Regions from separate parts of the Bos taurus genome. Here region 1 is linked to region 2. The links are chromatin contacts, called in public Hi-C maps. All regions are on one chromosome and are shown on one strand. The core of a region is the stretch at or near the end of the contact, and the rest is flanking DNA. Distances in the headings are between cores, read along the strand shown. Region 1 holds the start of LOC132345358. Region 2 holds the start of CBX7 (chromobox 7).

Evidence for each region. A called contact is a pair of places that touch in the nucleus more often than the background predicts.
Region 1: a Hi-C map of skeletal muscle shows a contact between it and region 2, with 5 times the contacts expected there. The contact joins the promoter of LOC132345358 here to the promoter of CBX7 in region 2. A contact is called at or near these places in 2 of 11 Hi-C or Micro-C datasets (blood and skeletal muscle).

Annotation. Positions count from the first base shown.
Region 1 is chr5:110,750,984-110,755,276 of ARS-UCD2.0, reverse strand. LOC132345358 reads right to left here and starts at 2,994. Exons shown (of 3, transcript XM_059887165.1): 1 at 2,870-2,994; 2 at 1,672-1,810. RPL3 (ribosomal protein L3) reads left to right here and starts at 3,210. Exons shown (of 10, transcript NM_174715.1): 1 at 3,210-3,229; 2 at 4,206-4,293. The coding sequence starts at 3,227. LOC112446859 (small nucleolar RNA SNORD43) reads left to right here and starts at 3,693; the gene lies at 3,693-3,756.
Region 2 is chr5:110,607,558-110,612,368 of ARS-UCD2.0, reverse strand. It overlaps CBX7 (chromobox 7), which reads left to right and starts at 3,511. Exons shown (of 6, transcript NM_001192618.1): 1 at 3,511-3,579. The coding sequence starts at 3,511.

The DNA.
Region 1 (4,293 bases), core at 1,745-4,244, 140 kb before region 2:
CAAAGATGAGCACAATAAAGGACAGAAATGGCAAGGACCTAACAGAAGCAGAAGAGATTAAGAAGTGGCAGGAATACACAGACGGACTATACAAAACAGTTCTTAATGACTCCGATAACCATGATGGTGTGGTCACTCACCTAGAGCCAGACATCCTGGGGTGTGAAGTCAAGTGGGCCTTAGGAAGCATTACTACGAACAAAGCTAGTGGAGGTGATGGAATTCAAGCAGAGCTATTTAAAATTCTAAAAGATGATGCTATTAAAGTGCTATACTTAATATGCCAGCAAATTTAGAAAACTCAGCAGAGGCCACAGAACTGGAAAAGATGATGCTGTTAAAGTGCTGCACTCAATATATCAGCAAATTCGGAAAACTCAGCAGAGACCACAAAACTGGAAAAGGTCAATTTTCATTCCAATCCCAAAGAAAGGCAACACCAAAGAATGTTCAAATTACTGTACAACTGCACTCATTTCACATGCTAACAAGGTCATGCTCAAAATCCTTCAAGCTAAGCTTCCACAGTACATGAACCAAAAACTTTCAGATGTACAAGCTGGATTTAGAAAAGACAGAGGAACCAGAGATCAAATTGCCAACATCTGTTGGATCACAGAAAAAACAAGGGAATTCCAGAAAAAATCTGCTTCTGCTTCAATGACTATGCTGAAGACTTTGACTGTGTGGATCACAACAAACTGTGAAAAATTCTTAAAAGATGGGAATACCAGACCACCTTACTTCTCTCTCCTGAGAAACCTGTATGCAGGTCAAGAAGCAACAGTTAGAAAAAAAAGAAAAGAAGCAACAGTTAGAACCGGACATGAAACAACAGACTGGTTCAAAATGGGAAAGGAGTATGGCAAGACTGTATATTGCCACACTGTAAATTTAACTTATATGCAGAGTAAGTACAGCATGCGAAAGGCCAGGCTGGAACTGGGCCAGTGCCCCTTTCTCATCTTTGATGGCTGGCTCGGAACTGGCCAGTGTGCCGGTAGCTTGCTGATGTGTTCCAGTGAGCGTACACTGAGGCTCAAGGTCTAGTGGAAGCGGACTAGTCTGTTGTTTTGGACCTACTTGGTTTTAATCAGTACGTGGTGTCCTTGGGATTTGTCATTCTTTCAAAGGTTGTGCCCTGCCCCCTTCCCTTTTGTGTCATTCCCACAGCCTGGTGCAGCATCTGACATGCAGCAAGACTTCAGGAAGAATTTCTTATTGAGCGAATGAGTGACTCAGGACCCCGGAGCTCCTTTTCCAGTGAAGAGGCGACTGAACCCTGAGTCTGATGTCATGAAAACCTAACCTAGAATCAGGCTTGAGCTCTGTCCTTTCTTAATTGTATGACTTTTGCCAAATTATTCCTTTTTGGCCTGAACTTAGTTTTCTCTATAAAAAGGGACAGTGTGGGCCATAATTCCTTGTCTGCCATTCTGAAATAAAAAGTTGTTATTTATAATGTTAAGTTTCTGGTATAAAGGAGAGTGATTTGGTCATATATTCTTTTTCATATTCTTTTCCACTATGGTTTATTATAGGATATTGAATATAGTTCCCTGTGGCATATAGTAGGACCTTGTTTCTCTATTTTATATACAGAAATTTGTATCTAATCCCAATCTCCCAATTCATTCCTTCCCTAACCCTTTTTCTCTTTGGTAAGCATACCTTTGTCTTCTATGTGAGTCTGCTTCTGTTTGGTAAATAAGTTCATTCGTATCATATTTTAGATTCCATGAGTGATATCACAGTATTTGTCTTTTTCTGTCTTCACTCAGTATGATACTCTCTAGGTCCATCCATATTGCTGTAAATTGAATTATGAAAAAACTTAAGTCAGTTGGTGGCAAAAACGAAAGTAATCTGAATTTTTTAGGCAGCAAAGTTAGCCTTGAACTGTGGGGCTATTTATTCCACTCCATGTGAATATTCATGTCTCTTTACAGAATTAATGTGTTTCATTAAAGAGCTTAGGGAGGATTACATAATATACAGTATGTGCACCATATTGCATGATATTATCTAAAACATGAAAAATGCTGAATTTGGAAACAGATCTGGCCCCAAAGATTTCCAATAAGGGGCTGAGGACTCTCAACACTGCCACTGAGGGATGGAGTGAAGGTTAAATGAGAACGCTTTCTTAATAACGGTGTGAGCAATGGCCAGGCCCAGAATCAAAGAACAGAACAGGGTGGGATGGAGGTGGAAAGTGGAAAAGTGTGTGTGTGTGTTCACCCACAGAAAAGAGGCTGGAGCAGCTAGTTAGGGCAGATTCTTGGCTTGCAGGCTCAGGAGTTAAGCCTTAAACCAGAGGAAATAACTAGGAGTGGGGATGGGGAAGGGCACGGGAAGTAACCAAAAGATAATAATCTGGATGGACAAGCCTGGCGGCAGGGAGAGCAACTAGGAGACTCCTAGGTGACCACGAGCCCAGGCAGAGATCAGCGAGGGTCCTTCATGCAGAGGATCTGGGAGGCAGGGAGAGCCAGGCTTCGTGACACCCGGCAGCTGGTGAGGGTTTCTCCGCCTCAGACCTTTAGAATCAAGCGCCAGTCCCCGCAGCCCGATACTGGGAGAAATGGCCTAGATGGAGTTAGAGGGAGGGGAAACCCCAAATTAGCACGCATTAAAGGCAAGCTGGTGTCGGGAAGCGCCTCTGAGTTGGGAACCAGGAAAACCAGGGGCTCAGTCTTTTCTCTCCAACTTTGAGTTGGTGGGGGCTGTGCAACTGATTCCACTTCGACATGCCTGCAAAATGGCAACATCGATGATCTAGAGTGCCGGACGGAAATGATATACCACGTGAGAAAACGCTTTGGAACTGAAGCCCCAATAGGGTTATTCAATTCCAGAAGTGACTGACCCTTTTCCTTCACCGTAATAGCGCGTTTCAACGTTTCCTCAAAAGTTGGCTACTGTCCAACGCTTGTAGGGCGATAGTATTTTGATATTCCGCCGGCGCGTCCTAGAATTTTCAGGAAGTGTGATCCCAGCCGCTCGCCGTAGGACCTCTAAATCCCACCTACCAAACTGACGCCCTGGTCGGAACGCAAGCAAGGCGAGAACGAGCATGCGCGGAAATGGAGTCCAGCGTCGGCCCCGCGACCCGACGTCTGCCGCGGGTGCGCGCTCGCACGCCGGAAGGGGCGGAGCCAGACTAGGATTTATATATCTCGCGCGGCTAGCGGGCCGACCTCTACCGGCAGCTTCCGACGGCAGCATGGTATGTAGTGTCATGGCGGCTTCCTCTTTGTCGTGGTGGCAGGGCTGAATCCGCGGCACATCCCCGCCATCTCGGTTCACCCGGCGCCGGGGTTCTGCTGTAATATCACGGGGCACTCAGCGGAACCCGCGGCCAGGTCTATTTCCTGAAAACGTCCGGGACTTGAGGGTGGTTTGGGGCCTGCCTGTCGGCTGGCTAGAGGCCTTGGCTTGTGGGGCCTGGGCCCGACGGTTTTCAAACCATGGACTATTCCTAGATTTTTATCTCAGCATTTGAGATCCAAGTCGTGAGCCCTTTGGCAGGAGGACCTTGTGTGCGATTGTTTGGCTCTAGTGTTAAAGAGGTTCAGAAATCCAGGCCGGCAGGCTGGAGAGGGTATTCGGGACAGGGGTTGTTGAGGCCTCATTCTGAAACGTCTGGGAACGTTGGTACAACTCCTTTGGCCTCTAGAGTTGTCAGAAACCAGAAATGATGAACTTACTGACGGGCGGACAGAGACACTGTGCTGATTGTCATGTTCTGATTTGGCTCTGTCAAATTCTAGTGGCCACCATTTTCCGGTTTGGCTCCCGTTGGGAGCATGGGGAATCCTTCAGTACCATTGTCCACCACCCAGCCCTTTGACAAGGAGTCCCTGGGCAAAATGGCAATAATGATGATCAGAGTCTTGAGTGTAAGGCTTGTTAAGCGATCCTTAATGCGACTCTCTGCTGTGTGTGTGTCTTCTTAAAGAGGAAAAGGGGGATGGTTTGTTTTTAAGTTACAAGGTGAGGGGTTGAGGGGTTGAAGTAAATGTTCAAGTTTGACTGAGTAATACCTTTTGGATGTGTGATTACGAATAATTAAACAATTCTGAATGTAGATATCTTACCTGGGTTGCTGGCATGGAGTCGTCATTGCTTGAAATCCTCCTAAAACCTAGGCCTCTGGGAACAAAGCTCCTCAGAAGGTGCTAATGTTCTTCTATTTCTCTTAGTCTCACAGGAAGTTCTCTGCTCCCAGGCATGGGTCCCTGGGCTTCCTGCCTCGGAAGCGCAGCAGCCGGCACCGCGGGAAGGTGAAGA
Region 2 (4,811 bases), core at 2,262-4,761:
TTTTTTAATCCAACAATTTTGCTAACATGTCTTTTCAATTCTAATAATATTTTGAGGAAATTTTGGATTTTCCACACAAAACCAGAAAATAGTGACAGTTTTGTTTATTTCTAATCCTTTTCCCTTAGTTTCATTTATTATCTTACTGTCTAGTCAACACTGTTCAGAAGAAATCTAATGTAAGTCATAAATGCAGACCACAGGTATATTTTAAAATTAAAATTAATAGCCATGCTAAAAATGTTAAAAAGCAGATGAAATGGATTTTTGTAAAATAGTTCATGTAACCCAGTGTATTAAAATATTCAATATGTAATCAATATACAATTATTAATGAGACCATTTTATGGTATGGGTTTTTTTGGGTACTATCTAAAATTCAACATGTATTTAAATTTACTCTTACACATCAATTAAGACTAGATCACATTTCAAGATCTCAGTAGTCATGGGGGCTAGCAGCTACCATATTGGATAACACAGATCTAGAATATTCCATGCCATGTTTAATGCAAATGGGGATTGCAATCATCCTTGCCTTTTTACTAATCTCAACATTTCACTATTAATTAGAATATTTGCTGTAGGATTTTTGTAGATGCTTTTACCAGGATAAAGTCATTCCCTTGTATTCCTAATTTGCTACAGGTTTTAAAACATAAACAGATCTTGAACGTTCCTTGTATCTTTTGTGATAACAATATGTCTTTCTTCCTTAACTAATGGTGAATTACGTTAACTGATTTTTTTTTTCTTTTGCTTTGCAGTGTTTATTGCTAATGAGTGGTAGCATTTTCCCCAGGATTTTCAAATTGAGGTATGCCTGCCTGCTGTTTCAGTTGTGTCCTACTCTTTGTGACCCTATGGCCTGTAGCCCACCAGGCTCCTCTGTCCATGGGAAAATTCAGTACAACTAATATTTTCATAGAAATAACTTTTGCTTTTGCTGATAACTTTCTGTCCTTAACTTTGCCGCTTTTGTGAATATCTCCTATGTCTTGAAAGGAGAATATTCTGCACTTGTAGCTACACTGTTCTGTAAAAGTCCCCTAGTCAAGTTTCTTAATATTATCTTCATTAAATATATTTCTGCTTGTTCTGTTGATTACAGAAGGATGTGTTTTTAAATTTCCCATTGTAATTGTGGGTTTGTCTATTTCTCTGTATAGTTCTCTTCTTTGTTTTTTTATATTTTAAGACTATGGTATTTACGTATGAATTTGAAATTGTTCTTTCTTTCTGGTCAGTTGGACCATTTTCACTATGAAGTGACCTTCTTTATCTCTAGTGATTTTTTTCTGATACTAAAGTAACTGCACCAGTCTTCTTTTATTAGCCTTTGTATTATAAGAATTTTTTTTTTTTTTTTTTACCATGCATTTCCTTTCACCCTTTCAGTGTCCTTGTTTTGGAAATGTTTCTTGTGGATGTCTCTTGTAAATTACAGGTAGTTGGATTTTTATCCTGCCTGGTAATCTTGTATTTTAACTACAACATTTAGTCCACTTGCATTGTTTTATAGTACATTTGAATTTATAACTGTTATTTATTTGTCCCACCTATCTTGTATTTTTCTCTCCATTCTTGCTGTTTTAGGATTGATTGATTTTCTCATTCTGTTTCCCCTCTAATAATTTGGCTAAATACTATATACTGCATTTCCATTCTTTCTGTTTACCCTGTTAATGACAACTTACAGTCTTAACTCATCAGAGTTTAAGTATATTTGCTATCTATTTTCGTTTTCCTCCTGAGGAATAGAAAGATCTTGGAACACTTTAATCCATTCACCCAAGTTCTATGCCATTGTTGTGTATTTTAACTCTATTTTTATCCAGAAGACATTGTTATTGTATTATCAACGTTCTTCATTGTTCTTTATTCTCTGTTGCATCAGACCTCTGTCTGTGATCATCTTCCTCCAGCCTGAAGTTCTTCCGTTGGAATTTCCTTTAGGGAGGGTCTGCTACTGGCAAAGTCTTAGTTTTTGTATTTGTAAATGTTATGATTTCCCCTTGTTCTGGAAAGACATTTTCAGTGGGTACATAAATCTTGAAATAAAATTTCACTCAGTTTCTAAAATGATGGTTATTTTCTTTCAGTGCTTTGGATGTATCATTCTACTGCCTCGGGCTTCCGTTGCTCCTTATAAAAAGTCCGTGCAAAATAATTTCTTTTTCTTTTCTCTTTTTCTACCCAGGACGCCAGGCAGAGGCGTCTGGACTTTATTCTGAGGGGCACAGGGAGCTATGGAAGGTTTTAAAGCACTAGAGTGATCCAGTCAGATCTGCATTTTAGAAAGCTCATTCTGACACTGTGGACTCGGCTCGGAGGGCATTGGTTGCTGTAGTCCAGAGAAAGGACAAGGGGTGTGGATGGGAGGAGATCAGAAAGGCAGGATTTGGGGGGTAAATGCAGGCAGGCGGTTGGGAACCCAAGGGGCACGGATGACTCGGGTTCCTGGTGAGGACGGAAAGCTGGCGCCGTAGTACAGACAGAACCGTGTTAGAGTGGATGGGGATAATGAATGGATTTGTTTGAGATCTCAAGATCCATTCATTCCACAGAGTCGAACACCTACTACGTGCAGAGTGTCAAGTGCGTGTGACTGGGGACTTGGGGCTGCGTGGCGTCAAAATCCGTTCCGCTGCACACCTTAGATTCGCCGCGGCCATACCTGCCGCCAAGTATTGCCTAGCGGGGGCCCTTGAGGCAGCGGCCGCGTGGGGACCGGGCGTCTCAGCACAACCGCCCGGACGGACAGACAGACGTTAAGGATGGACGCGGAGGCGCCTGCTCAAGACTGGCAAACCACACAGCTCCCGAGCCCGGATCCAGAGAGACCGCGGTACTGAGACGCCCTGACAGGTTGGGAAACCTTGGCCGTCCCCGCCCTCCTGACGCCCGAGGGTCTGCGCCGCGATCTCGTCTATTCTTTGTGAGAGGCGAGGCAAATGGCCTCCCCGCTCTCCCCCAGGCCCTCATATGCCCAACCGGGGCCAGGCCGTTTCCAGACCCTCAGAGTCACCGGGAGGACTTTAGAAAACACTCCTGGGTATTAACATCACGTCCAACAACCCTCGCCTAGCGGAGCCCGCGCCAAATAAGTCCCGCGGGCCGCCAGCTTTGGAAAGAGACACGCCGCGCGCGAGGCCCGGGGGCGGACCTCCAGAGGGGGCGGGCCCGAGCGGGGGCGGAGCCATGGAGGGGCGTGGCCGGCTAGACGAGAGCCGAGCCCCCGCTCCGCCCCGCCCCGCCCCGCCCTCGCCCCCGCCCGGCGCGCTCGCCCGCGGGCTCGCTCGCGCCGAGGAAAACGTTGCGCAGGTTCAAAAATGGAACGTCGGCGGCGTGAGGGAGCGCGAGGGGGTGTGCGCGCGTGCGCGTGCGCGTGCGCGCCCGGGCGAGGGTGACGGGGACCCCGCCGGCCCGAGCATCGCGCGCCGCAGCCGCGGCCCCGCAGCTCCGCCCCCGGCCCGGCCCGGCCCCGGGCCCGCTCGCCCGCCGCCCCGCATGGAGCTGTCAGCCATCGGCGAGCAGGTGTTCGCCGTAGAGAGCATCCGGAAGAAGCGCGTGCGGAAGGTGAGGCTGCCCGGGGGGCGGCTCCCAGGACCCCTATGGGGTCCCCTTCTGTCCCCAGTACTGTCCCCTCTACCCTGGAGGCCAGGGAGAAAGTGGGGGCGGGGGCACCCAGGCAGCCCCGCGCTGCCGGGCCCGTATCCCCAGCCCGTGCCTCAGTTTCCCCCGCCACCTTGTAGGGAGAGTAGAATTAAAAGTTGTCGCCCCAGGATGCTGGGGGCAGCTGAGCCAGCCAGAGCTGGAGATTAGGATCGGACTGGAGGGACCCCAAACGCTATCCGTTCTCACCCTCCTCTCATTAAATATGGGGAGACTGAGGCCCAAGTTGAAGAAACGGCTTGCCTCGTGTGTTCGCATCGGATCTGGGTCTCGAACTCAGGACTCTGTACTCTTGGTGCCAAGTCCTTTGAAGTTGGAGGCGGAGCTTTGGAAAAGCCTCCTCCCGCCTCTTAAGTTTAACTGCTGGACTTCGACCTTTTCCGATCGCCTCCACACCCCAACCTCCGCGTCTCTCCCCCACTTCAGTGCACACCCCCTCAGTCTTCCCCTCCCCGACTCCCAGCCCCGCCCGACGGCTCAGTGAAGCCGCCTACGGCGCTTCGGCATCCTCAAAGCTCCTCCCCCTTTGCCTTCGCCTCCCAAACGTACACCCAGCGATTTAAGGAGGCATCTGTTCTGCTGGGTTCGGTCCCCGCGCCTCGGGCCTGGACTTTGGCCGTGCCCATTTCCGGTGCACAGGTTTGCAAAGTAGTCTGGCCCCAGGCTGGAAGTTGGGACTGGAAGGCTTTGGGGAAATTCCCTGTCCCAACACTTAAAACCACTGTCCTTTTATCTCCTCCCTGTCGCCCCTAGGGAGGCTGTAACGGCAGGGCGGGAGTTGACCTCCTCCCATTTGACGGAGGCACAAACTGAGGCCCGGGCTAGGGAAGCGACCTGATCAAGGTCAAACAGTAAGAGATGAGTGCAGAGCAGGACCTCAAGTTGGCTCATTGCCGACTCATCTTTAAAGGGAGAAAACTCAGCCCTGGTATCTTGGGCTAAAGGTAACGGGGTTAAGGTAGGCCATGACCTTTTCTTTTCTTCCCCCAACTCCAATGGGGTTGAATTTTGTCTTCATGTCGGGGCTGCCCCTTCTCCTCCTCCCTTCCCTTAGGGTTTCCTCAATTTGAATTTGTTCCTCAAAACCCAGTGCTTTCTATGCAGTGTAGCCTAAGCACGTACATTAATTATCCCTT